Regions from separate parts of the Zea mays genome. Here region 2 is linked to region 1. Evidence: chromatin contacts called from public Hi-C data. All regions are on one chromosome and are shown on one strand. Each heading gives the region's core, a stretch centred on a gene start, on an enhancer-like site or on the middle of the called end of the contact. The rest is flanking DNA. Distances are from core to core; before and after follow the strand shown. Region 1 holds the start of LOC100383351. Region 2 has its middle 38 kb from the start of LOC100272841.

What was found. Hi-C and Micro-C count contacts between places; a contact is called where the count stands out from the background.
Region 2: a contact with region 1 is called in a Hi-C map of leaf, with 4 times the contacts expected there. The contact joins the enhancer-like site here to the promoter of LOC100383351 in region 1. A contact is called at or near these places in 2 of 25 Hi-C or Micro-C datasets (ear and leaf).

Annotation. Positions count from the first base shown.
Region 1 is chr1:81,711,237-81,714,847 of Zm-B73-REFERENCE-NAM-5.0, forward strand. LOC100383351 reads left to right here and starts at 1,679. Exons shown (of 3, transcript NM_001176007.2): 1 at 1,679-2,541. The coding sequence starts at 2,032.
Region 2 is chr1:81,498,918-81,502,124 of Zm-B73-REFERENCE-NAM-5.0, forward strand. No RefSeq gene overlaps it. Among protein-coding and RNA genes, the nearest start is that of LOC100272841, 38 kb to the left of the region's middle. Within about 2 kb of position 1,879, at least 5 of the 20 cell types and tissues checked have an H3K27ac peak or open chromatin away from gene starts, as enhancers often do. A contact at or near this core is called in leaf, where this site is marked.

The DNA of each region.
Region 1 (3,611 bases), core at 429-2,928:
CTCCCCGGCCCCTACACAGTTATCAAGGCCCATCAAGCCCAGTACACCGTACGTTTTTTGGTGGATTTATCAGACGTATCTGACCGATCGTCTGATTTAAATCAGGCAGAACCGCATAACCTTCACCGTTTTTTGGTGGAGTTCATTCAGTACGGCGATCCAACGGTGCTGTGAACTGTCATAGAAACAGCAAAAAAAAAAAACGTTGATGCGATGATAACTTGGCACTGATCATTGGTCGCCATGGACCGCGCGCGGGGAGGCAGCCACTAGTGGCGACCTTTAAAGCGCTCTGGTTCCATGCCGGCGCCGTCGCTGTTGCCGTTGCCCGTGCATGCACGCCACAATCCTATTCCCCGCCCCGGCCCCTGGTGCCTCTGCGCTCGACCTCGGAGCCAATGGATCGATCACCTGCACACACGCGCGCGCTCGAGATTGAAAATTGCCGGCTGGAGACAGTAGACCGATCGAGCACACGTCCGAAGTCGACGGCCCCGGGTTAATAGTAATAATAATCAGCGAGAGGAGAGGACCAAGCGGCAGCAAAGCGCAGTGCTGAAACACAAGAGCAGAGGCCGAGATCATATATCAAAACCGGCACAGCTGGCTGGAACTCGAATCTAGAGACATAAAATAACGCGCGTCGGTACGTACGTACGTATTGATATTCTCCGTACACGCGAGGCAGTCAGCTGGAGCTTGACCTGTAGCGGTAGCTAGAGCTAGTAGGTTATTACGGGAGTGAAATCTGGCTGTCGCGCGGAATCGAATCGATTCTCTCGACACCGCCAGAGCTCGCTGCCGTGGAAACCGCGCCGAAGGTTCCTGCGGTCAAACGCGATTCGTTCGAGATGGTTGATTAGAGTAGTAAAAAAAAAACTACTGTAATCCTCGCCATCCATCGTAAACAGAAACCACACACACTGCCTTCTCAATCAGTCAGAGTGCGCGCGGCGTTGCGAGGCCCCACAGACCACCAGACCCCGCGGCCGGCTTTTTCCATCGCAGCTGGAGCTAGTACGTACACTGCTAGTACGTGACCAGTGCACAGCTTGACGCAATCATGGATGGAATGGAATGGAATGGACCCCAGCGCTCCTCCACTTTTTTTTTAGCAGATGGTTTCGTGATTCCTCAGAACCAAGCGGAAAGCCGTGCCGTTTATGCATTGGTAACTTAGGATGTGTGTGAGCTACTAGCTAGGGCCAAGCAAGTACTCCTCCGCGAGCTGTTTGCTGCCGCGCGCGTGCATCGGCGCGTGCCACCACCACCGTCGAAAGTCGAACCGGCAGCGTCCAGTTTCGTCGAGTACAAGGCAGCCACCAGCCACCGCCACCATGCGGCAGTGCCTGGTGGTCCATCCAAGCCCTCATGGATTCATGAATTCTGGTCCTACGCTACGCATGCAGTTAGGCACAGAACCTTTTCCATTTGCCACTTGCCACTCAGGACGGTGTGGATGCCACGGCGTATGGCATACGAGCAGCAGCCACAGCAGGGATTGGCAGAGCGCGCAGCATCGCCCCCGCCCGTGTAGCGCTCGGGGCAGCAATACAAACGAAAGAAATGATGATGAACCGCGGAACACACTGCCGGTTTCGTCGTCATCCCACCGTGCGTTTCGCATATTTAACCCGCGCCATCACGCGAATAATGCTCTCACACTCACACTCACCCACGGCGCGCGGCGCCACGCCCTGTCTCCCCTGGTCGCTCCCCGCTGACCCTCCGTCCCCCGCATCCCACGCGCGCAATTCGCAGCCCCGAGCGAGCGAGCACCTGCTCTGCTCCCGGATCAAGACAAGCTTCAACTCGCGCACTTGTTTACGCCCGCCCGCACGGGCACGGCCAGCCACGACGCCGCGGCGGAAGCTGCCCAGCAGCCGCGCCTCCCCTGGCGGTGCCGAGTGCCGACCCTTAAAAAACCACAGCCGCGCGAGCGCTGATCGGTGCCTAGCACAGTTGGCACACACACACACACGCGTGCAGTGACAGTGAGAGAGAGAGTGACAAAAACACAGAGACCCGGCGATGGCTGGCCCGCCGCCGCTGAGGCTCAAGGACCTCCTGGAGCTGGACTGCGACTCGTGCAGCGCCGCGGGCTTCCGCTGCTACCCGCGCCGCCTGGCCGAGTCGGCGCCAATGCGGCACCTCCTCGAGTCGTCGCCCTCCCTGCGGCGCCGCCGCCGCCCCGGCAAGCTGTCCCACCTCTCCAGGAGCCTCTCGCGCCGCCTCAGCAGGGGCGGCGGCGGCTTCTGGAGGCGGAGAGACGTCGACGAGGAGGAGGAGGAGGTCGCCGACGCCGCGGTGGCGACGACGACGACGACGACGGGCCCGCCCGCTTGCTGCGGCTCTAGCTCCGAGGAGCAGGAGACGTCGTCGTCGTCGGAGTCCAGCGACAACTCGTCCGAGAGGACCAGCAGGAGGTCACGGTCCGAATCCGAGTCCGAGTCCGACTTCTCGTCGGCGACCGAGGAGAGCGCGCACCATCATCCTTCGCAGCCCGCCGCCGCCGCCGCCGCCGCCGGAGACGAGCACGAGGTAATGATCTATATAATTACCGATCGCGATTGATGGATCAGTTACACACCGTACCACCGCCATTGCCGCGCGTTATGCCCCAATAATTGGGCGTTAATTCGGTTGGGTGGGTCGTTCTCGTTCCGCTAGCCACTATACACTATACTTGAGGTAGTGTGTGTGCACTCGTATATGCAAGTGGATTTGAGCCATGAAACGCTCACGGAAGCCAAGCCCCCACGCCGCATTGATTCCACAAACCAAAGGCGCAGTCCTAGCCAACCGCTCGCGGGTCTGCTCATTGATGCCGTGCGCACCTTCTCGACCGGCTGCTGTGCCTATCAGTCTACAGTACGCAGGAAGCATCCAAGGGAACCCGTCAGCTGCGGTAAACGCACGGCGACCATGTGCTGCATACAGGGGGCCTCTTTATAGTTGTCCTCTGTTGAAGATGGGGGTTCATGACGGCACTGCCGATGTTGTTAGCGTGTTACTCAGCCGCAAGGCGCAAGCACCCGTCGTGGTGACGGGTCGATGGAGACGGCCGGTCGGGATTGCAGAGTCCTCCATCTGTCCTTCCTTGACCTGGGAGGCTGGGACGACCTACAGTTCCGGCCAAATCCGCCGCTCGGTCATGCTCGAGAAAAATGCTGGCCTTAAGTAGGCTGTACTAGTTGCCTCGCCCTGTCCGTAACAGGCGGTCTCGGTGCAGTGAAAAGAAAAAAAATGAAGGACGATCACTGTCCGGCCACCGCATGCACCCTCCCAAACCGCCCTGTTCTGTTCAGCGTCCACTGTTCAGCGGCACGACGACGCTTCCCGGCCGGCCCAGCCAGCGTCTTGCTCCTGCGGTCCTGCCTCCGCGGCGTGCGCTGTGGACCAGACGGAAAAAAGTAGCCTCCCGCATAAACGTAGCAGGAAGCGACCGGGACCGGCCGGGGGAGGGCCGCGCGTGCGGGCGTCCTCATCTCGCTTTGCTGCTCGTTCCGTACCGTACTACGTGGCTTGGCCTCGCGTCGCTGTTGCCGCCGTGCCGAATTATTTACTAGGGCCTATGGGGGGGTTGCTGCGTGCATGCATGCATGCTGCTC
Region 2 (3,207 bases), core at 629-3,128, 210 kb before region 1:
AACAATAGGGAAATCCTGGTCACCAATATCAGGTAGAGGAAGCTTAAGAAGATTCAAATGTCTAGCCTTATTAATAATGCTTTGAAGAAGGTCGGCCGCCAAGACAAACAACAGTGGCGAGAGAGGGTCTCCTTGTCTAACACCTCGTTTGCAATGAAAGGATTTACCAGGGACGCCATTGAGTAACACCGAAGAAGTGCCAGAAAGAAGAATGCTCCGAACCCAGTTAATCCACTTAGGACCAAAACCTTTGTGGATCATAACCTGAAGAATCAGTTCATGCTCTACAGTGTCAAAAGCCTTTTCGAAGTCTAGTTTAAGCACAACGATTTCTTTCTTTGAGGAGTGACATAAGTGAATGTATTCATAAGCTCAAGCCAAACAATCCTCAACTCAATTAATAATTAGTTAGCTAGCTAAATATTAGCACTAAGGGTTCCAAACGTGACCTTATTTCTGTCGCTTTTCATCCTCTTCAAATTTATACACACACCTTTTCAGGTTTCCACCTATCAAGAGCTGCGACTACATAGCCGGGCGAATAAATTCAACATAGAAATAACCATCCATCACATTTGTAATGCTATACGCTCCTTTATAACAGCTCGATACCTCAGTAATGCTCGAACACAGGATCAAAGTTATTTTTAAATAACGCGCAACGGAAGAGGGAGGTATGTATCATACTATCATGTATGCGAACTCTCCATGTCCCCTCCCCCTCCCCCTCCCCTGGTGTCTGTTGGACTGCACTTTCTGGATCACGCACCGAAGCAAAGCATACGCGCTGGTGTTGCGTCCGCGCAATTCCCGCGGTGGAGGTGGAGAGAAGCATGTATCACACGTTTCACAGCAGTTTTTCTCAGTGTCTAGTTTCTCTACAGACATGCTCCAGCAAGCTCTGATAGAAATTTTCATTTAATCCAGAAATAACCCAACAAATTTACCGTATGTGTATGTATATAATACTAATATTCACAATAATAACTGATATATACATGCAAATCACATTGATTATAATCCGGGGTGTTTGGTTTTAGAAAATAATTTTTAGTCCCTTATTTTATTCCCTAAATTGTTAAATACGGAAACTAAAACACCGTATTTAGCAATTTAGAGACTAAAATGAAATAAAATGGTTTTGGACACTCATTCATCTTGGAAGAAGACGACGACGACCACCAAGCAGTCACGAAGATGTTCCTAAAAAACTGATCATCCGCACACTCGAGTAGGTGTCATATATACCAAAAATAGTTTTGAAGACCAACGCTCCTAGCACTTTGTGTTGCTGTATTTTTTTTTGCTCGTGTTATGAGAGTTAGATATAACACTGCGAGTTGCAAGAAAGATTTAAATAGCGTATTCAACGTAATATGCAATGATTACTTTGCGTATTATCGGTTCATTACATCTCCATCAATCGAGCCATTAACACCTCTATTAATACAATGCTCACGCGTCACACAAATTATTCAATAAATGTTATAGCACAACGATTACATGAAAATGGTATTAGGGAGATGCAGCCGTGGGCTGCTTCGGCTGATTGTGCCGGCCAATTACGTGGAGTAACCGCATGACCTGCACATCGACGATAAAAGCTAATGCTTTATAGTAATAAAGATCAATCACTGTATATAGCAAAACAGTTTTATGAATAATACGTCATGACAGCTCCGGACCAGCGACGTTCGGAGGCCCTCTGAAAGATTCGGAGGACCGAAGAATAGGTCTCTGAGAGCCCTTGGATTTATTTAATACATGGTTGAACTTGGTTTTATTCAATGAAAAAAATATGAGCCCGTAGCAACAGGTGTCCTGACGAGCGACTCTCAACCTACCACAAGCGTCCGTCACCACTTTATGAAGCCATGTACCCTGCCGCAAATCTTTGCGCCAGTCTTCGAGTCTGCTCCCTTGGATGCAACTGATGCCAATACAATCAGTCTCTTTCTTTGAAAGGAGAGAGACATCAAGTATCTTCACTGCTTCCTAGTCCTAGTTTCATACATGTTGAACACGACCAATGCGCCGTCTACTTATTATCTAGATGGTTGACATGCTCGAGAAGTAGGCATCAGGCCGTCACTGAAACACTGCCGTACCCTAGAACCAAAGTGTGCACTGCACTAACTCAATCCATATGTGCCACAAAGACTCTCTTGGCGTTGTTAAGCTCGCCACATCTGACCAAGTCTGAAACAGTGAGATCCGTGCAGAAACTAGGTGGCTGGCTCGTTGGCTGGAAGCGTGACTTCGTGTTCGGAACGGTCAAAAGGATGGACGCCAAATCTTCAGGTCGTTGGCCGAGTCATGCATGCATGCCAGTGGATTAGCAACCAGGTGAAGGTTTTGGGTAACAACATGAAAGCTCCGTCAGTTTTGGCCAGGAGCCTGGGAGCGAAGACTAGTCCATCCAATGCATGGTTACTGGTCAGCTTCACAGATCGGCGAGCTACACACGAGTGGTAGACCAACACGTACGCACGCCGGTCGTCAGTACGACACTACTCAAATTCGACGCTTTGCTGAGTGCTCGGCGCTTTACCAAATGTATTTTATTATGTTGTCGAGTGTCACTCTCGATGAATTAAGACTCTCGGCATAGACGTCGTTTACTGAGGGCTAAACTTTTGGTATAGAATACCGAATGTCATGGCAAAGCAGCTGTGTCGGTGGTGCGAGGTGTTAATGTGTTCAGGGTTGGTGATCGTCGTCTAGATAGAACAGCATAAACGGTTTGCTATATATGACATCATCTTCATGGCAATGCCAAAGGACAAACTTTTGAGCAAATCGAAACGACAAGAGAGACATTTATTTTCTGCATCAAAATTTTTAGGATTAATTGTATACATGCCGCTTAATTTTTATAAAATTGGACGGCTAGTTCATTTTGATGCAACTACTTTTCAATTTTCCGAAATTTTGAGTGATATGTCCCAAATTTCTAACTCAAGGAGGACGCGCGGGTGTGACGCAGTAGCATCTGCAGCTCATGTGAAACCGTATATATGCATTGTGTCGTCCTCTTGTTTCCCAGGAAGGTAACCATGCATGTTTGCATGAGACACGGGGTTGCTCCCTACCAATTACACTTATCAATAAACATTAACCGTTGGATTGATGCTGGGCTGAAAGAAGAAACTTCACTGCCAGCGTCATCATTAACAACTAGTTGTTTCAAGTATATACTATCTATCT